7 separate regions of the Mus musculus genome follow, and all the other regions are linked to region 3. The links are chromatin contacts, called in public ChIA-PET, HiChIP or PLAC-seq and promoter capture Hi-C maps. All regions are on one chromosome and are shown on one strand. The core of a region is the stretch at or near the end of the contact, and the rest is flanking DNA. Distances in the headings are between cores, read along the strand shown. Region 1 holds the start of Cox7a2l (cytochrome c oxidase subunit 7A2 like). Region 2 holds the start of Kcng3 (potassium voltage-gated channel, subfamily G, member 3). Region 3 holds the start of Thada (thyroid adenoma associated). Region 4 holds the start of Mta3 (metastasis associated 3). Region 5 overlaps Mta3 (metastasis associated 3). Region 6 holds the start of C430042M11Rik (RIKEN cDNA C430042M11 gene). Region 7 has its middle 15 kb from the start of Gm35125.

Region 1 (2,700 bases), core at 50-2,549, 950 kb after region 3:
AATTCTCGGGTTGTGGGGGTTCAATGCATTTAGAGAAAATACTATGTTAAGCTTGGCATCATCAGCTATTCATTACCAACTTACATTTAAAATATAGTATGCATAAATCTATAATGTGTGTGCAAAAACCTCTGGTTAAATGATAGGACTAAAAACTTGTTCCTGGAGGTTAGGAAGCCGGCACACTCTGTTTATGCAGTATTCGACTCAGAGTGGAAGCTTAAGTCACACTGCATGGTGCGGCAGAGTATAACCATAACCAGGAAGCTGTAACTGCGCATCATTCAAGCAGAAGGTAGAGATTTCACAAGTGTTCCCAGTCACCTCCCCTGCATACGTTTATCTCAAAGAACAGGGCCTAGGAAGAGATGAGCAACCAAATGAATGCTGACAAAATCTCACTCTCAAAAGCGCAAGATGCACACACAGGTGCTTTAAGTTTACGTCTACACAAAGCCTATAGATTCTTCCCTCTTCTTCTCCCCTCTCTCTCTTTCCTTCTCCCCTCTTTCCTTCCCTCTTCTTCCCTCTTTTCTCCCTTCCCTCTCTTTCCTTTCTTCCCTCTCTCCCCTTCCTCTTTCTTTTCTCTCCTCCTTCCCTCTTTTCTTCCCTCTTTCCTCTCTCTCCCTCACCTCTTTTTCCTCTTCCCCTCTACCCCTTCTTTCCTTTCTTCCTCTCACCATCTCCCTCCTTGATCTCTCTTCTCTTTTCTCCCCTTTCCTCTTCTCTCTCCTATCTCCTTCTCTCCCACTCTCTTTCCTTTCCTGTCACTTTTCCCGGCATTGAGACAGGATTTTGCTTACAGGCGATGCACTCACGGCTCCAAAGAGCTGTTCTTGTCATAACTGAGGTGAAATTCCTAACAACCCTTGGTACATTAAGACCCCTCAACAGATACTAATAACCCTGAAATGGGGCGGGACCTGGGCCTGACGAGACCCCACCCACGTCCTGGGCCCGCCCCCGCTCTAGGCCCCGCCCAGAACTCGCTCTGACCGACTGTGTCGCTCTCAGCCGCCCTCTTTGTCCACAGGACGCTTGCGCACCTGTCAAGGCGCCTTGGCACTGCCCACATCCAAGTGAGTGGTACAGAGAAGCCTGAGTTTTCGGGAAGCCTGAACACAGCCTCTTTCCATGTCTTTTAGAGTTTGTTTTCGTTTCTAGGTCTTGAGAAAGCGCGGTTTTTTCCCCCCGACGTTGCGTAGGAGGCTATGTTTTAAGTCAGGCGTTCTCTAGACAGTCCGCATTTTGGATTAAGGTCCTTGCGCTGAGCTTTGGGCGGGCCTAAGGGGAAGCCGGGTCCTTTTCTAGGGCGGTCGCACAGGCAGCGGCGGTGCGAAGCGGGCCTCCGCCAACATGTACTACAAGTTTAGCAGTTTCACGCAGAAGTTGGCTGGAGCTTGGGCTTCGGAAGCCTACACCCCGCAGGTACACTTTTGCCGCGTCGCCTTGGGCCGGAGAACAGCAGCCCGAGGCAGGCAGTTGCGAGGTTCGAGCCGTGAAGGGTTTCTGCCGGCCGACCGGTCCGGCTTGCTGGTGTCCCCTGGTGTCCTTAACCACGCAGGCTTGGAGCGGTCGCCGAGGTTTCTGGGTGTGTGCTGCACCCTAGGCGAGGTTTGCATGGCACTGAACTCAGGTCTGATACCTTGCGGGGGTCAAGGTGACCCCTGGGGTGGTTGCTTGTTTAAGGTGGATTTCCCGTAGAATCTGTGAAGGATTGCAGAAGGTGACATAACTGTGTTTGGGTTTCTGCTCTCTCTGGTTGAGGTGGCCTTTGTGACTTCCTCTTGTTACTGGCCCTGTCACAGCCCAGAAAGCAGCTTTACCCAGCTACCAAATGGAAGACTGGGAGGGCGGATTTGAGAAGCTCGCTCATAAGGCATGGGAATATATATATGTGTATACATACATACATACATACATACTGGGGAAAGCATCGGAAGTGACACCCAACGAGGTTTATGCTTTTGCTAGTTTTAAAGTGGCAGACGGTGACCGTTGACTACTGGGCAATCTGACATTATCCAGGTTCCAGTTAGATCCTATCAATGGCGTTCCCATCTCCAATCTCAGTGTTGTGAAAATGTGGTATTTTAGAGTTCCACTTAATACTGGGTTAGTACTGAATTTAGCAGCCTTAATCTAGTGACCTTGACTGCCCCTTCTAATTCGGGGCAGCATTAACTTGGGTTAAATGTGATGTGTCGAGTGAGCAGATTTTCTGGCAGATGGTTGGTGCTGGATAAATGCTATATATTCTCCTGAACTGAATCACTGCTCAGCATAGTTCGAGAAGCCTTGGTGGGACACGAAGCTGAAAAACCTTGAATAGTAAGTGACCTGTATGGGCTGTAAAAGAGATTGTCATTACTGCCTCTTTTCTACCCCTATGGGACACTCCATCTTAAGGGACAGTGTTTAAGTATGATTTCATTACAAGAGTAGATGTGCTTTCAGGAGAGAGGAGGCCAAGAAGGGTCGTATGGGAGGTTGAGGAGGAAAAGTCTCAAGAGTGTTTAGGTGTTCAGTGTCTAGTGCTGTGTTGTGTCTGGTAGCTGCTGAGGTTTTATGAATGTGGTGCTTAACAGACATGGCTGCTAGTAGGCTCTTTGCTGCTGGAGAGATCATAAAAAGAGAGAGAGAGAGAGACACCATCGTTCTGTTACAGAAATGTGGAAGGAAATGAGGAAAATTCACTCA
Region 2 (2,700 bases), core at 149-2,648, 830 kb after region 3:
TCACTTCCTTCAGGATGTTTTCCTTGCTTAGTAGCTACTTAGCAGATAAATAACTCTTGTTTTTGAGCTTTTAATCACATTAAGTGCTTAAAAAAAAATGATCCAAGTCTAGGGATAAACAGCTTATGGAGATTTTCATTCTCTAAGAACCACCCAGGGTGACTTTGTCAGAAAGAGAACTCAAATTTGCAGGCGGCTGTTTTCACTAACATCTATCCGAGAAGCAGAGCAAATGACTCCTTATGGTGACCTCTAGCGGGCACGGGGCAGTCCTACAAAATTAGGAAAGTGGAGGGGGAAAGCAAAACCCTTCCCCAGGTACTCCATGGTCACAGGAGCCCATCTCACCCCTCCACCCTCCCTATTCATTTTTATTTCCAGGGTTTGTTTTGCATCTAACGCCGTCTCCCTTATATATAACTCACCTGTTTCTTGCCTTTGACGGGCTGGGTTGCCGGTGTCGGATGTGTAAACTGCTGTTTAAAATAATGCCTGCCAAGTCGAACCCCACTCCACCAAGCCTTAACCCTGCCTCTGCATTTGAAGGCCGGTGCCGCAGTCGCACGGGGGTGCTACGGGGAGGGAAGGAGTGGACATCGAGATAGCATGAAAAGGAGAATGCAAGATCGAGGCAATAAGACATTCTGGTCTTGCCAGTGAAAGAAAATTCTCTCCAGACTGCTACCCGACTCCACCGGAGGCATCGTGAGAGCGGTGTAGGCGCCTTCTTAGGACCCCAAGGCTGGGAAAGATGGGGGACTAGGGCGAGTCCGTTGGCCCATGGCATCCCTCAGGGAGCAGGGGGTGGGGAGAGCTTGGTGCGCGGCCGCCTTCGGAGCGCACGGCACGTGGGGTGCCCCACGCGCGGAGAGGAAGCGCAAAGTCTGCAGGCAAAGCCGCGACTGGGTTGCCTGCTTTGAGAAATCCTTTGGGGCGGCCTTAGAAGCCGACCAGGGTTTCCAACAGTCTCTGGCAAAGGCTCATCCAGACGCCGTCTGCTCCCTACTTCAAACCTCGCACCTTGGTCCTCACCTCAGCACCCCTCCTTCCCTCCTGTCTCCTCCCTTCGGGGGACTCTTTAAAGGAGCCTGGGGGAGGTGTGTCCATCATCCGGATGGCCCCGGGGCTCCCCGCAGCTCGCATCACGCCCTGCGCACCCCTCCCGGCCACTGCGGGCGGGGGCGCACGGCGTCACGAGGCGGGGAGCCCGAGGTCCGGGGCGGGGCGCCGGGGAATCCCAGCCGGAGCGAGCCGGGAGGTGCGGGCGCGGGCGGGCAAGGAGGTGCGCGCGGAGGGAGCGGAGCGCGCGGAGCCGGCGGGCGAGGAGGAGGACGGCGAGGGAGGCCCCGCCCCCGCCTCCCGGAGCCCGCTCCTCGCCGCCGGAGCCGGCTCACTTTGCCTTTCGCCTCTGGACGGCGGCGGGGCTGCGTGCGCCGGGGACCGGGCAGACCTGCCCACGGTGCCTCGGCTAACGTTCGCCCTCTGGGAGACCGGCGCCACCTGGAGCTGCGGCCAGCCACCCGGATTCGGGAGGGCGAACCCGGGAGCGAGGGGCGGCGGCACTGACACCGCGGGGGACGCGGGCGGTGCGGGGCGCGAGCCCCGGGGGAGCTCGGGCCCCGACGGCGCGGCCTCCCCGTGCGCGCGGCGGGCAGGCCCCCGGGGCGGCCAGCCATGACCTTCGGGCGCGGCGGGGCGGCCTCGGTGGTGCTGAACGTGGGCGGCGCCCGGTACTCGCTGTCCCGGGAGCTGCTCAAGGACTTCCCGCTGCGCCGCGTGAGCCGGCTGCACGGCTGCCGCTCGGAGCGCGACGTGCTCGAAGTGTGCGACGACTACGACCGGGAGCGCAACGAGTACTTCTTCGACCGACACTCGGAGGCCTTCGGCTTCATCCTGCTGTACGTGCGCGGCCACGGGAAGCTGCGCTTCGCGCCGCGGATGTGCGAGCTCTCCTTCTACAACGAGATGATCTACTGGGGCCTGGAGGGTGCGCACCTGGAGTACTGCTGCCAGCGCCGCCTAGACGACCGCATGTCCGACACCCACACCTTTCACGCGGCAGACGAGCTGGGCCGCGAGCAGCCTCGTCCCGCCGGACCCGAGGCGGCCCCCTCCCGGCGCTGGCTGGAGCGCATGCGGCGGACCTTCGAGGAGCCCACGTCGTCGCTGGCCGCGCAGATCCTGGCCAGCGTGTCCGTGGTGTTCGTGATCGTGTCCATGGTGGTGCTGTGCGCCAGCACGCTGCCCGACTGGCGTGCGGCGGTTGCTGACAACCGCAGTCTGGATGACCGGAGCAGGTACTCCGCCAGCCCTGGGAGGGAACCCTCCGGGTAGGACGCACTGCTTTTTTTGCCCGTCCAGTCCGTCCAGTCCCGTCTATCCGTGCCGTCCGTCCGTCCGGTCTCCGTCCTGTCTGCCTGGCAGCTCAGCTAGGCTTTTTTCCTGCCCCAGGAGGTCCCTGGCGCTCCAGCCGAGGGGTGTGAGGAATCTATGGGTCCCCAACCCCGCCCCCTTTTCACAGGCGCAGCCTGTGGTTGTGCTTGGGTCTCACCTTTTAGAGTAAAACCTCCAGGCTTTGTGTTTTAGTTCTGACCAAATAGCAACCTGCTAATTAGATTTTCCAAACTTTTATTGCTAACACGCAATAATTTGCACGATGATTCAGTTTGAGCTAAGAGCTCTTTGAAATATGTGCCAGTA
Region 3 (2,700 bases), core at 150-2,649:
CACCCCTCTGCTCTGGACTCCTCCAGAGCAAATGTCCATATATATCAGCACAAATGCAGCACAGTAGAGAACGGCATATTAACAGTGAGTCAAAGAATTGTCACCACTCAGTTTTAGGTGAGTGACCTGAAAGCAATGCCAAAAGATGTGAATCGGTGGATAACAGACACAAAATCAACCAAGCTATTGTTTAGTGATACTGTAAGACCCCTGAAGCTTGGCCTCCGCTCAAGTCCCAGGATAAGTTGGCCAGCACCCCAAAGACGGGAGAGAAAATCACACTGATGCAAACTGCAAGAGGTTTTATTATCAGCTAGCTGAGGACAAACTCCTTCCGCCATGCAGGTCAGGGGAGTTTGACCCGACCCCGATGACCCCAGTGACAGTAGGGGGCTTTTAATAGCTAGCTGAGGAGTTGGGAAGAGTTGGGCGGAGTGTCCTTGGTGAAATTTACAAGGCAGAAGGAGTGGGGAGTGAGTTCTTTCTGAATTTTTATCTTCCCCTAACCCTAACCCTGAGTCCTTGGCACAGGAAGCCAGGCAAGTGCTGGCTGGGTCTTTTACAATTATCGCATCTCTGGTTGTAAAGTATAGAAACAAAAAGGCTTTTTGCTGGCTATAGAGAACAAAGAGCTTCTTTCTAGCTGTATTTTTATAGGTCAGGGAAAACAAGCTTGGGGAAATGTTTTAGGGGCTTTACCTTTCAAGGAGAAACGCTTTAAGTCAGGGTCTCACAATACACGTGGCAAAACCACAAAGAAATACAAAGTTTGATAGAAAAGCCATCCACCTGATGAACCTAATTTTCATTGTTTTTCCCAACTATGTATCTCAGAGCCCAGGCCAGCATCCCGGCCTTTTCAGCATCTTGTCCGTTCTGTGATCTTGTCCCTTGTCCCAGCTCCTTACTAAGGTGATATAGGTCTCTAATTTTTACTCAGTTTTAAAGGACTGGACTGCAAGATAGTCTGTGAGTTGTGTAAAAGATGCAGCCTTTAAGGCAGCGTTTAAGGCTCGGACAGTGGAGTTCAAGTCGTTGCTCTTGGCTTCAGTTCCCGTCCCTGGCACAACCGTCCCCGAGTGTAGATTTTGCCTGTCTCTGCGCTGGGCACAGTGAATGTAGAAAGTCTGGGTTGGAACAGAAATGTCGGCCTGACACCTAGAGGTGTGGAGGCTGCTGCTCTGCCAGCCAGAAGGAGGTGAGGGGCATGCAATTCCCAGCAGTCACCATCATAGGCTCGCTTATCAAGAACTGTTTAGTCGCGGGCTCTCTAAATCCCCTCGCAAACGCCCTCTTTGATGACGTCACAACCCACCCTCACTTCTGATTGGAGGAGCGGCACTCGGCCGCTCTCGCGATATTTCCGTGCCAGCTTCCAGCCCTGCCTCCCTTCGCCGGGGACCGGTTTTTGGATCGCGCACCACGTTACAAGCCGCAGGGACGCGGTAGACTTGACGGGCTTCCGGGTCTCGTCCAGAGGTGGCGACGCTTTGCAGACGTCCTCGGGCACGAGGTTTGGCTCGCGGGCGCGCTGCCTGCCAGGCACGCGGGCGCGGGGGACCGACTTCGCCACAGCGCGGCCGGGGCAGCTTGCAGGCCACCCCGAGGGTGCCAGCCGTGGCTTCCGGGCGCTGAGGTCTCCATGGAGACAGACAGCCCTTGAACCACGTTTTCATCCGTCCTTCTGTCAGTCTTTGGACTCCACGTGGGAGGCGGTCGGGAAGGTGTAGATGTAGATGGGCGGGAAGCAGCAAGTGGCACCTATGGGCAGATGCCCATCAGGCTGAACCGGGATTTTCGGCTCTGGGCCGGCCCAGTTCACCCGGACACACGTTTACCCTTAGAACGCGCAGAATCACCGAGTCTATCTCTGTGTAGTCCCTAGGACTCCGGGATCAAATACTGCTGCAAACTTGCCATTTCAAATCACAAGTGTCCCCTCAGTTTCCTTCCTCAGTACTTTCTCAGTACTTTGCACGCTGGCTGCTCGTTTGGGAAATTATTTCCCTAAACTTAACCCAGAACTTCAAGGCCTTTCCTTGTTGTCTCTCTGTCTGGCTGTGTTCATTAACTTTTTTGCTTGACTGCTCATTTGCCGTTGCTGTAGTGACTTGCCGTCCAAATGGACTATAAATGCTTCAGTTTCTGGAGCGGTATGCCACTTAGCTGTAGCATGTCCTTTTAGGTACCAGGTAGCCCACCTTCCTTCTAAAAGTATATATGTCCCTCCTATAATATCTCTAGCAATTGTTAATTAAGAATTCCTTGATTTAGTTCATGAAATTTTAATAAAGCATTTACTACATGCATGAACGACTAAGGAGTTAAGAACGGGAACACTGAACACAACTATTCAGTTCATTGCAACCTTTATGGAGCTTAGTGCTAGGAAAAACAGGCAATAGACAGGTGTGCCAGTTAGTGTAATCTTAGGTAGTAATACATGCTGTGAAAGAAATCTGAAATGAATGGCAGAGGAAGCTGGGGCCAGATTGTTTTCAGGCCATACACCCAAATTTGGATGTAACTAATGCATTTTATTTAGTGCAAGGGAAAACCTTTGGGAAGTTTATAAGCAAGTGCATGGTTAGATTGCTTTGATTCTTCAGAGACAAGTAGGGACAACAAGGAAGCTATGTCAGGAGTTTAAGTGACGCATGCTGAGTCGTTTTCTGCCTGGGAGGGTCTGCAGGTAGACCA
Region 4 (2,700 bases), core at 38-2,537, 760 kb after region 3:
CATCCCTCCAATCCAACCAGCCCTCAACAACGATTCTTACATAAAAGTGTTGACCTGAGACAAATCAGGAGAAAAAGAAAGGCTTAACAGCCCAAATTCATTTCAAACATCAACTTAAAAAAAAAAATCGGCAGGCAGAATGTGTAAGGGCAAGCAGGTATCAAACTTTTCCTTGCTCTACCTGGGATGGTGAGGAATAGGGGCTGGGTGTTGGGTTGTTTTTTTTCCCCCCTTTTTTTATATTTGATTCAACTCCATTTAGACCCTTCTTATAAAGAAACCATGGCAAGTTTTCAACCAAAGGTACAGGATTTTTCCTCTACAGAGTGGCTGGAAACTTCCCACTATGTGTTTACCTGAGAGACTAGACTGCACAGTCACGGTCTACCTAGGCGGCTCTCTCCCAGCCCTCTGCTGCTAAGTGGCCTCATTTAGCCAGGCCATTCCCCCACCATCATCCATCAGGAGCTCGGCTAATGAGCAAAGACGGAAGAGCAAGTCTCACTCACAAACACGCCACTTATCTGAATTATTATTTTACCAGGAAGGAGGGAGGGAGGGCGTCGTGAGCAGGGAAAGTTTGTTTGACCTTATTTCTCTCTCTTCTGCAGAAGGCTGGAAAGACAGACAGCAGAGCCAACGTCCAGGCTGAGCTCTACTCCCTACCTGGGGCTGCGGCTCCCTGGCCCCACACACAGCCCCACTCTCAGGGGGACTGAACGGGAAACCGAAGGGAATGGGGGGTGAAGCAGCGACGGTGCAGGGCCCGGGCTCTGCAAACAGGCCTGTCGAGCTCTGCCCCCCACCTGGGCCACCATCGTCCCCAGCCCACGCTAACACCGAGGCAGAAGCCGGGGTTTGGGGTGAGGGGTGCTCAAGCCCCCCTCCCTCGTGCCCAAAAGCCACGCGAGGGAAAGACCACTCAGCTAGGGGGCTTGCAGGGGCTCTGTCCCTTTGGGGCGTTCGTAAAGGGGGTGTCCGATGCGTGTCCCCAGAAGAGGCCTGGCCCCGAGACGCCGGGCAGGAGCGGTGGGGGAGGGGAGTGGGGGTGGGGATCCCCCTGCGCCCCGCCCGCGGCGCCCTCAGCCCCGGGCTCCCGGGCTGCTGGCAGTAAGCGTGCGCTGCCCGGACCCCCGCTCCCACCGCCCGCTCCCCGACGGGCCGGGAAGGGCCGAGCCTTCCTACCTCCGACCCGGTACATGTTGGCCGCCATGTCCGCCCGCCCGCCCGCGGAGCCCGAGCCGAGCCCCGCCCGCCGCCGCCGCCTCAGCCTCGACCGCCGCCGCTGCCGCCGCCGCCGCCGCCTCGCCACGGGGGAGGGGGAGGGACGGGGAGGGGACACCGAGGGAGGGGGCTGTGCCCGCCCCCAGCGCCGGCAGAGCGACGCCGAGCGGGCCCGGGAGGCCGGAGCACGGCGGGAACGGGGCGGCGGGCTGCGGGGGGCCGAAGACCCCAGGGGCCACCCGCACTAGCCTCGGGGTAGCACACCAGGGTCAGGGGCTGTGGAAGAACCAGGGTGGGGACAGAGGTTCAGCCACTCCGAGCGTCTCTCTCGCCCGCGTCACCTGTCCACCTTGGGACAGGTTCTCCTTTCCTGCTTCTGTTCCCCAGGGACACCCCTCTATGTGTGACCTCAAGCACACGAACGCCCTTCTGGGTACAACTCTCCGATGCAGCCAATGCAAGCGACAGATGCTTGTTTGCGTCCCTCCCTCGTGGTGAGAGGACGTTTGGTGGCTTTAGAGCCTACAGGCCCTGGGGCCAAGAAGACCCTACGTACTTGCAGCTTGCTCAAGTCTGAGACCCAGCTATGAAAAGAACTGGAAGCTGACTTTCTCACCCCGACCACACTGGCAGGTCAGTCGTGGCTGTGCCAAAACTGGGCTGAACAAAACCGACCCCCCCCCCCACACACACACACACACACACACATCCTCTAGCCCTGCCTCTAAACAGGCTTTGTGTACAGCGTGTGCTTTGACCAGGGGAGGCCTTCAGCACAAGAGGGCTTCCTTTGCCGGTAGAAGAACAGGGTTTCCACAATCCGCAGTTTTCCCCCCATCAAAAGGAGGAGGTCGTGTCTAACAGCTTGGGGTTGCTGGTCAGCTAACTAGTTTTATGTCAAAAAGCACGTCCTCGCCCCAATCCCCGTTTTTGGTTTTTTGGTTTTTTTTTTTTTTTGCATTAATGGGGATTGAAGCCAGGTCTTTGCACAGGCTAGTCATTTAACTATAGAACTAACTTTTCATGTTTGTTGGTTTGTTTTTAAATTCTTAATACACTTATTTACTTATCTATCCATCCATGCATCTATTTATCTATCTATCATGTGAGGGCATGAATGCTATGAGATATATATGTATAGGTCTATCATAGGAGTAGAGATTGAACTCAGATAGTCAGGCCTGGCTATACTGAGCTACCTCACCAACATTACTTGTTTTAATACGGGTCTCAGTTCAGGCTGGCTCTTGTAGCCTCCTGCCTCAGCCTCCTGAGTGCTGGGTTATATTACAGGTGTAGGATCACTTGTCCCATCAGAAAGCTCTTAAGTGGCTAGTTTTCCCATGCTGAGTAGCTATAGATCCCTTTTCACGTTCCTCACACCCTCTATGAGGTTTTGAATATAGATGGTCCTCATAGTACTAAACACCTGTAACCCTAGTATTCCATAGGCAAAGGCTGGAGGCGCTCCAGTTT
Region 5 (2,727 bases), core at 43-2,542, 700 kb after region 3:
TGGTAAAAAACGATTGTTGTTCAAACATTTCACCCCTGCCCCGGACCTCACAGGAGGCCACCCTGCCCTACACAGACACTGGGTTTCAGCACACGATTTGCTTGCCCAGTAAAGATGTTACATGACATAAGCAATCTTTAGTATGAGTTTGTGCATTTAGCCTCTTTTCAAAAATTCTGGCGTATTTAAATTCTCTACTCTATTCCCCCCACATTCAAATCCAGTGATCTTCTGAGGTCTCCTGCATTCGTGCTAAAGTACTGGCTGAAGAGTCTCAGTTGGCAGAATCTTATCTGACATACACGAACTCCTGGGTCCAGACAGCAGCACCTCGCAACACCCGCTCAGCAATGCACACCCTAATCTCAGTGCTCACGATGGAGGCAACAGCATCAGAAATCAATACACAAGGAAGTTCAAGGCTGAACCACGACACTTAAAGCCTTCCTTTAAATAAATAAATAAATAAATATAAATAAATAAATAAATAAATAAATAAATAAATGGATGAATAAATGAATGAATAAAAGCAATGTCTGTTGCCACCAAGCCTGACCGCCTGAGTTAACTCTCCACAGTGTCATCTGGCAAACACACAGTCAGGCAGCTGCCAGAACAATGCCTGACTCGACTCCAGAGGACTCCAGACAGAGCTGGGGTGAGGAAGGGACACCTCAGGGACATCCCATGGGAGCAGGGAAGGGGGCGGCATTTTCAGAAGATATTCTGTGTTACAGGCATTAGCGCTGTTCCGATACCCGAGTCCATCTCTTATTGAGCCAGCACAGCCAACCTTCCTCAGTCCAGACCTGCCACCAGAAAGCCTGCCTGTCACTGATCCTCGGCGATGGGTCCTCCTGCAGCTTCTTAACTGCTTGGCGCCTTGGGTTCATCACCTGCAGACTTATCCTGGTGTTCAAGGCCACAACCAAAACTTCTTTCTTTGACTCTGCTCTCCAAGTTACTTAGTTTCCAGAGTCCAAGCAGCAGAGAGAAGCAGAGCACGTGTCTCCTCTGGGAGCGAGGCATGTCCCTGACGATGCTGACACTGCCCTGCAGGCCAAGGGGTGGCCTTGTGACCAACATCACAAATAGGGGTGGAGTGGAGGGCACTCTACCAATGCCAGTGACAATAGGGTAGCAATGTTTCAGTCCAGGACAGATTGCATACATCACACATACAATACTGGCACCAGGGTTGCACTACCTGGTGACTTCACGGCCATCTTCCTTTGTGTGAGACCTTCATGATGTTCCCACCGCAAGAGAAGGCAGGGCTTGACTACAGTGCTTACCAGCCAAGCGAGGGGGAAGGGTGTCAGCTGGGTGTAAGCATTTCTCGTTGATGCTTTCCCCTCTGTGTGCTACACAAAATACGTTCTATTTTATGAAGTGAGCAACATGTATGAACGAACCCTCCATGAGCACAGTATAGTTTGTTGTTTGCACTTTGAACTCTTGATCTGCATGCTCCTACCTCCCAAGAGCTAGGATTGCGGGGTGCACTACCAACCAGGGTCCTCAGTATCTTAACAATATCAATCTTACGGATCTTAGATCAGCAACACCTGAAATCTGCAGCTCTGCTGCATTCATAACTGACCTCAAAATGAGGAAGTCAGAACCGGGCATAAACAGCTACTTGCCCCCAAGTACTGGTGATTGACAAGAGGTACAGGTGTCCTAGATGAGCAAACGGTCGAGGAATGCTAAAAGCCTGGAGTCCCCTTTATAAAGTCCCCAAGGAAAATGGACAGACAGTGAAAGGCCACTATGAGGGCTGGTGAGATGGCTCAGCGGGTAAGAGCACTGACTGCTCAAATCCTAAGTTCAAATATCAGCAACCACATGGTGGCTCACAACCACCTGTAATGAGATCTGATGCCCTCTTCTGGTGTGTCTGAAGACAGCTACAGTGTACTTATTTATAATAATAAATAAATTTTGGGGCCAGAGCGAGCAGGGACTGAGCGAGCAGAGTTGATAGAGCGAGCAGAGGTCCTAAATTCAATTCCGAACAACCACATGAAGGCTCACAACCATCTGTACAGCTACAGTGTACTTACATTCATAAAATAATTAATAAATAAATAAATCTTAAAAAAAAAAAAAAAGGCCGCTACGAGTTTTTCATGCATCCCATCTGGCAAGCAATGCCCAAATTCTGTATGCAGACTTTAAGCATCAGTTTTAATCAGCCCCACCCAGATTGAACATCAATTCCTAGGACCTTAAGATTCCAAATGAACGTGAAGCTACAGCAGTTTAAACAGGAAGCCAAGGTCTTCCATATGTCTGTCTGTTTGTCCTACCCATCCCATCTCTCTTTCTTTCTGTTTCTCTCTGCTCTGTCTGTCACACACACACACACACACACACACACACACACACACACACACACACATATATTCAAGAATAGCTAATCCAGAAAGATAAACACCCGCGGCGTTCTAGTGATGAGGAGGCGGAAGGCAGGTAGGAGAGCTGGTGGACCAGAGAGGCCTTGGTAGAGACAAGAATGGATGTGATTCAGCAACACAGCCCCCAGCTGCCCGAGCCTCCAGGTCTCCTTCTGCTTAATAAAAAACACTGCAGTAATGAGCTGGGTGTACGTGATGGTGTACACCTTTAATCCTAGCACTGTGGAGTCAGAGGCAAGTGAAGTCCAGGCCAATCTGGTCTACTGATTGAGTTTAGGCCAGCCAGAGCCGCATAGTGACAGTCTCT
Region 6 (2,700 bases), core at 193-2,692, 610 kb after region 3:
ATAGATAGATAGATGATAGATAGATAGATAGATAGATAGATAGTAGATAGATAGATAGATGATGATGATGATAGATAGATAGATAGATAGATAGATGATAGATAGATAGATAGATAGATAGATAGATAGATAGATGGTAGATAGATAGATAGATGATAGATGATGATGATGATAGATAGATAGATAGATAGATAGATAGATAGATAGATAGATAGATAAATCGATCGATAGATAGTGTCCCCTATCACTCTTGACAGGATGTTTCTGGTCTATACTATTGCTTTGCTTTGAAATAAAACTCCTTTGCTTCTTTGCAATTTGTTTCTGCCTTTATTTTAGTTTTCTTGAATAAAAGTCTGGGAACCTGGAAACACCAGATCCAAGCAACGTCTGCTGGTTACTACTGGTTTTGTCCCAGTAATGGGTGCAAGTATGGACATTTGAGCCTCTCGTGGCCAGCACACACATCTGGTTCTCCCTTCATGGCAGTTTGATCTCCCAGAAACATGGGGAGAATTGCCTAAGTCTTTTGAGGTTTGGTCTTTTGCTGTGTATTGTAGGGCTAAGTGCAAGCCCCTAAGACCTGGTTCCCTGAGAGAAAGTCTGAGTGTAGACCCAGTGACTTTGCACCCAAGTTATTTCTCATTGGTAAATAAAGATGCTGACAACCAATAGTTGGACAGAAGAGACATAGGTGGGGTTTAGGATTCCAGGACTGGGGGTCTGAGGAAAACCATGAGGGAGAAGAAGGTGAAGGAGGGAGAGAGAAGCCATGGGTTCTCGAGGGAGAACCTGAGGGCTGACCAATTGGAGTTAAGAGCAGCATAGATGAAACATAGTAAATAATAACTTGGGGTTATTGATAGGAAGGTAGATTCTAATAGCATAGAGGGTAGGTATCTGCCCAGCTCTTGTGCTGATTAAGGCTTATTGTAAATATAAAGGTTGTGTGTCTTTTATCCAGGAACTGAATGATCAAGGTGATAGAGAAACCCCAGATTGGGATTAAAAAATTTCAACAACATATGTCTGGTAGGAAGAATGGAAGGATGCTGCTAACATGACTCAACCCGCTCTGCAGCCCCCACAGCAGAGCAAGCAAGCACCTGCAGCACTGGAGACAGGGCGTGGTCCTAAGGAAACGCTACGTGTAACCAGCTGTCCTCAGCCACCAGGAATAGGACGTGTGTTAGTCACTTTTCTCCTCGCTGTCACACAAAACCTGACATGAGCAACATTCAGGCTGGGTCTCCTCAGTTACACCTCCTGCAAATATCCTTTAGCTACTGTGGTGGTCTGAATGAAGATGGCCCACATAGGCCCATACGGAGTGCCACTAAAGAGGTGTGGCCTTGTTGGAGTGGGTGTGGCTTTGCTGGAGGATGCGCGTCACTAGGGGGCGGGTCTGAGGAGCTCAAGCTGGGGCTTAGTGGCTCAAGGTCTCTTCCTGATGCCTTCGGATCTGGATATAGAATGCTCTCCTCCTCTCAAGCACCAGGTCTGCCTACACACGGCTGTGCTTCCCACCATGATGATAATGAACTAAACCCCTGAAACTAAGCCAGCCCAGAGTATGTTTTCCATCATGAGAGCTGCCATGGTCATGGGGTCTCTTCACAGCAAGAGAACCCCTGACTCAGACAGGTATCTTGTTATATGAGCCTTTAACTTTCCCCTTAGCTGAACGGGTTTTCTTTGCTTGTTTTTCTGTCTTGTTTCATTTTTATATTCCTAAGATTTATTTAGTTATGAGCGTTTGCTTGCATGTATGTTTTGTTCACTGTGTGTGTGTATGTGGTGCCATTAAAAGCCAGAAGAGGGCATCAGATCCACTGGAACTGGAGGTACAGGCAATTGTGAGCTGCCATGTGGATACTGGGAACCAAACCTTGGCCCTCTACAAGAGTAGCAAGTGCTCTCAGTGGCTGAGCCATCTCTCTAGACGTGTGTCTTTGAATTGTTTAAATTACACTTTTATTTAGTGGGGGGAGGGGTGTACTTGCTTGTCACCTAGCATATAAATCCTCAGCATCCCATAAGCTCCCGGTTAATTGGAGTCTCCGTTACTTGCAGGTGTGAGGAGGATCTTGATAGGTTAGAGAAGAAGAAACCTATGTCTTCTACCTGAACTCTTTAAAAAAAAAAAAAAAGACAAGACCCAAGGCTGAGGAGATGGCTCAGTGGTTAGGAACACTGGCTGCTCTTCCAGTTTCAATTCCCAGCACCCACATGGCAGCTCGAAACAGTCTGTAATTCCAGGGGATCTGACACCCTCATATGGACATACATGTAGGCAAAACACCAACGAACATAAGATAAATAAGTCTTTAAAAAAAATACAGCTCTGACAACACCTGGATTTTCACCTTCGAGCCCCATTCAGGCTTCAAAACTAAAGATGATAGATTGGTGTATGTGGCAGGACATCGGGTTGCTTTGTCTTGTCTTGTCTCTCGGGACTGGGGATTAAATCAAAGGCATTATGAATAATAGCCAAGTGTTCTATCTCTGAGCTATATCCCCTGCCTTTTTGTTTTGTTTTGTTTTGTTTTTTGTTTTTTGAGACAGGGTTTCTCTGTGTAGCCCTGGCTGTCCTGGAACTCACTCTGTAGACCAGGCTGGCCTCAAACTCAGAAATCCGCCTGCCTCTGCCTCCCAAGTGCTAGGATTAAAGGCATCCCCTGCCATTTTAAATAAAAA
Region 7 (2,700 bases), core at 92-2,591, 580 kb after region 3:
TAGGCCAGGCCTCAAAGACTTCAAAACAGAAAGACCCAAAGGCTCCATCCCCACACCGTACATCTACTTCCCTGTTAACACGAGAATCTTTGGCTTGACATCGTCCGCCATCATGGTTTAACAAAATCTCCTTGGAGAACAACCCAAGATGGAGATCATTCAGACCATCTTCCTGCCAACTGGGACAGAACAGTCATGATTTGGTGTGAGAAAGACTAGAAGAAGGTGTCATGTCTCCGAGAGGGAGAGCTGGCTTCCTCAGGCTTTGATGTCACTATCCTAGCTCACCACTACTATTCCTACTAGGCCATTTTGAAATGGCAAGAAAGGATCTACCATGAGTTGGGCCTCTGCGCACTGTGGGCTCAAGTACCCGGGGTCATCCCCAGCAGCGGAAGGGCTCTACCCAGAGTCACTTCCTCTCCTGCCCGATCGACTGCCTTGTGTTAGTTGTGGCAGTCGATGGGATGGAGTGAAGGACCATAGAGACCCCAGGCTCTTGTGCAGCCCAACAGGGGGCTCCTCTTTGCATCTGGTTGACTCCTGACCCCTCCCTCCCTCCCCGGCTCATTTCCTTTCCCCCTGAAATTCTAGAGCTGGAGATCTCTGCTTCCTCAGTGCCATCCAACAAGCCCTCAGAGCACCCTTTCCCTACAGCAACGAAAACAGTGACAATCGTCAGATTAACCCGCGCAGAGAGGAGCCCTGCACAGTCATCTGCCTTCAACTTTTTATCATTCTGGTCCTGGACTGCCCAGAGCTCATGCTCTTTTTGCCCTAAAGCCAAGCATCCTCCCCTTTAGCCCCTGCTCTCGCCCTCCTTGCCCTCCCTTAAGCTACCTCCTCCAGGCCCTTTAACCGCCAACAGCCTACTCTCCCAACTTTGATTTATGACGACCAGAGGGATAGTGAAGCTAGCGTCACCTCACCCCCAACACCATTTTAAAATCATTCAACATTCTGGGCAGAACTTTTCTATTGAAAGGCCAACACAAACCTACACAGTCCCACAGGAAGTTGCAAACAGACACACACCCTTACAACCAGAGATAACAGTGAGGGCTCAGCTCTCCTCACACCCGCTGCCCACCCTCACATTCTGGGCACTTTGGGCACATGCCCCAACAGCCTGCCCTGCCCTGTGAGCCATTTGGGCCTTCTTTTGAGGAAAAACACTCGGCTCCCAAGAAGGTTCCTGACAGGGCTGTTTTTTTCCAGAGCCGCTGGATAAATTGCTTTTGTGCAAAAATAAACACAAGTGAACTGCATTAGGCGAGCGAGTGACACATTAGTTACAGATGCAGGGCCTGTCAGAACATTGAGGGAACAGCTTTTATTGGGGAAAGGCTGAGAGACTCATAAATAACCGGTTGGCAATCTCACATAAACATTTGTGCGTTCACATAAACACCGCCTACCACAAACGGGGCCTGGCTGCCAGCAGGCCTTGGAAGAGCCCTTTCTGCCTGTCCTCGGAGAATAAGGACGAGTCTGGAGGAGGAGAAGGGTCACAAACCCCCTTTCTCCCATAGTTCCCTGCTTCTTGGACCCACACCCTGTGCTCTGTGGGGTGGAGGGAGAGATCCAAGTTCTAAATTCTAAGAGTCTGCCAGAGAAAGAGGGTCAGTGCCCAGCCCCGATGGAACAACTGCTCCATTTTCCTGCCCCCACAGAAAGCTCGCATTAACCAGCCCAGAAAGGAGAGAATAGGGGATGTTGTGGCACTGGGGGGCTGGCCTGCTGAATAAAGCCAAGGGAAAGGCTTGAAATGAGCTTGGAAATCCTTCTCAATACAACCCCACTGGTTCCCATCAGAATTTCTGAGAAAGTGGGATGAAGCCAGCATCCCCCTCAGCCCCACAGACGGAGTCTACAAAGGATGGCACCAGCCTCATTCCATCCCAAGATGCAGGGTGCCTGGGCTTCCTCCCGTTGGCTCTTGAGAATGTCCTTACATTGGCCCTGAACCTCTGAGACCCACACTTCAGACAACATCTGTTCGAGGCCACAAAGAAGGGCAAGGCAGGCCGTGTGGATTTGACCAACCGGGCCATTCTTGCCGCTGTCCTTTCTGTGCCAAGTCTGGTCCCCTCACACTCCACCCATTTCCCAAGCAAAAGCCCTCTGAAAAGGCCCTGATGCCCTTATTTGCACTGAGGTGAACTGTGGCCTTCATTTGACACCATCTCCCTCCCAAGTGGATAAAGCACGAAAGAGCAAGACTGTGTCAGCAGCTAGCGCTCAAACTTTTTGTCAAGTTTTTAAACCAGCTAAAAGGGGAAATAAGAATTTGGGATTTTTCTTTCCCCCTCCCACCCTATTTTGGGGTTCTTTTAGGAAAAAAAGAGTATACAGACAAAAGAGACCGGCCATGTGCCTCGAGATCTCTCACAACAAAGACTGGCCCCAGCGCCAACCAGGAGTCACTGCGCTCTGCCACATGACAGAACAAGACTCTTCAGATTGAGTGCCTTCCTCTTCTGTCCGCTGTGTCCTTTCATCTAACCCCATTCTTCCTTCAGCATGGCTTCCCTCTCTGCCCTCCACGGACCTCCGTGGTCTAGTCCATCTGAATTCCATACCCATCTTGATCCCAATGTTAGACTTCCCATTTTGAGACGACCTTCTTCTTCTGCAGGTCCACACCCAACCCATCTATCCAGACACCTTGAAAACTGCCTTCTCCTAGAGCCTCTCTCT

What was found. Promoter capture Hi-C pulls out the DNA fragments that hold promoters and counts their contacts. ChIA-PET counts read pairs in DNA pulled down with a chosen protein or histone mark. HiChIP or PLAC-seq counts read pairs in DNA pulled down with a chosen protein or histone mark.
Region 1: a contact with region 3 is called in a promoter capture Hi-C map of pre-B cells, with 3 times the contacts expected there. The contact joins the promoter of Cox7a2l here to the promoter of Thada in region 3. A contact is called at or near these places in 6 of 39 promoter capture datasets (the C10 cell line, HPC-7-derived erythroid cells, hippocampal neurons and 3 more), 1 of 484 Hi-C or Micro-C datasets (pre-B cells) and 2 of 9 other capture datasets (adipose tissue and liver).
Region 2: a promoter capture Hi-C map of liver shows a contact between it and region 3, with 2.7 times the contacts expected there. The contact joins the promoter of Kcng3 here to the promoter of Thada in region 3. A contact is called at or near these places in 5 of 39 promoter capture datasets (hematopoietic stem and progenitor cells, hippocampal neurons, liver and 1 more), 2 of 115 datasets of contacts at active chromatin or transcription factors (embryonic hindbrain and large pre-B cells) and 2 of 9 other capture datasets (adipose tissue and liver).
Region 4: a FOXA1 HiChIP or PLAC-seq map of pancreatic cancer cells shows a contact between it and region 3. The contact joins the promoter of Mta3 here to the promoter of Thada in region 3. A contact is called at or near these places in 7 of 39 promoter capture datasets (the 3T3-L1 cell line, the C10 cell line, hematopoietic stem and progenitor cells and 3 more), 3 of 115 datasets of contacts at active chromatin or transcription factors (astrocytes, large pre-B cells and pancreatic cancer cells) and 1 of 9 other capture datasets (adipose tissue).
Region 5: an RNA polymerase II ChIA-PET map of memory CD8 T cells shows a contact between it and region 3, with 30 read pairs. The contact joins the enhancer-like site here to the promoter of Thada in region 3. A contact is called at or near these places in 2 of 39 promoter capture datasets (HPC-7-derived erythroid cells and pre-B cells), 2 of 115 datasets of contacts at active chromatin or transcription factors (bone marrow-derived macrophages and memory CD8 T cells) and 1 of 9 other capture datasets (liver).
Region 6: a promoter capture Hi-C map of pre-B cells shows a contact between it and region 3. The contact joins the promoter of C430042M11Rik here to the promoter of Thada in region 3. A contact is called at or near these places in 14 of 39 promoter capture datasets (the 3T3-L1 cell line, 3T3-L1-derived adipocytes, the C10 cell line and 8 more), 8 of 484 Hi-C or Micro-C datasets (CD4 T cells, the MNK3 cell line, bone marrow-derived macrophages and 4 more), 25 of 115 datasets of contacts at active chromatin or transcription factors (the 230-238 cell line, the SCID.adh cell line, acute myeloid leukemia and 19 more) and 3 of 9 other capture datasets (adipose tissue, embryonic stem cells and liver).
Region 7: a contact with region 3 is called in an H3K4me3 HiChIP or PLAC-seq map of embryonic limb bud, with 7 times the contacts expected there. The contact joins the enhancer-like site here to the promoter of Thada in region 3. A contact is called at or near these places in 19 of 39 promoter capture datasets (the 3T3-L1 cell line, 3T3-L1-derived adipocytes, the C10 cell line and 12 more), 2 of 15 datasets of contacts at CTCF or cohesin (the NIH/3T3 cell line and large pre-B cells), 25 of 484 Hi-C or Micro-C datasets (B cells, CD4 T cells, the G1E-ER4 cell line and 18 more), 25 of 115 datasets of contacts at active chromatin or transcription factors (the 230-238 cell line, the NIH/3T3 cell line, the SCID.adh cell line and 17 more) and 3 of 9 other capture datasets (adipose tissue, embryonic stem cells and liver).

The regions. Positions count from the first base shown.
Region 1 is chr17:83,512,932-83,515,631 of GRCm38.p6, reverse strand. Cox7a2l (cytochrome c oxidase subunit 7A2 like) reads left to right here and starts at 1,299. Exons shown (of 3, transcript NM_009187.3): 1 at 1,299-1,428. The coding sequence starts at 1,357.
Region 2 is chr17:83,630,593-83,633,292 of GRCm38.p6, reverse strand. It overlaps Kcng3 (potassium voltage-gated channel, subfamily G, member 3), which reads left to right and starts at 1,398. Exons shown (of 2, transcript NM_153512.1): 1 at 1,398-2,330. The coding sequence starts at 1,675.
Region 3 is chr17:84,464,907-84,467,606 of GRCm38.p6, reverse strand. Thada (thyroid adenoma associated) reads left to right here and starts at 1,399. Exons shown (of 38, transcript NM_183021.3): 1 at 1,399-1,513.
Region 4 is chr17:83,704,771-83,707,470 of GRCm38.p6, reverse strand. It overlaps Mta3 (metastasis associated 3), which reads right to left and starts at 1,287. Exons shown (of 17, transcript NM_001379391.1): 1 at 1,186-1,287. The coding sequence starts at 1,213.
Region 5 is chr17:83,769,441-83,772,167 of GRCm38.p6, reverse strand. All of the region lies in intron 8 of Mta3 (metastasis associated 3), which reads right to left. Gm46597 (predicted gene, 46597) reads left to right here. Exons shown (of 3, transcript NR_168497.1): 3 at 225-529. Among named protein-coding and RNA genes, the nearest start is that of Gm46597, 7.2 kb to the left of the region's middle. Within about 2 kb of position 1,292, at least 16 of the 459 cell types and tissues checked have an H3K27ac peak or open chromatin away from gene starts, as enhancers often do. A contact at or near this core is called in memory CD8 T cells, where this site is marked.
Region 6 is chr17:83,853,160-83,855,859 of GRCm38.p6, reverse strand. It overlaps C430042M11Rik (RIKEN cDNA C430042M11 gene), which reads left to right and starts at 1,442. Exons shown (of 2, transcript NR_155491.1): 1 at 1,442-1,644.
Region 7 is chr17:83,888,687-83,891,386 of GRCm38.p6, reverse strand. No RefSeq gene overlaps it. Among named protein-coding and RNA genes, the nearest start is that of Gm35125, 15 kb to the right of the region's middle. Within about 2 kb of position 1,341, at least 102 of the 459 cell types and tissues checked have an H3K27ac peak or open chromatin away from gene starts, as enhancers often do. A contact at or near this core is called in 3T3-L1-derived adipocytes, the HL-1 cell line, the NIH/3T3 cell line and 7 more, where this site is marked.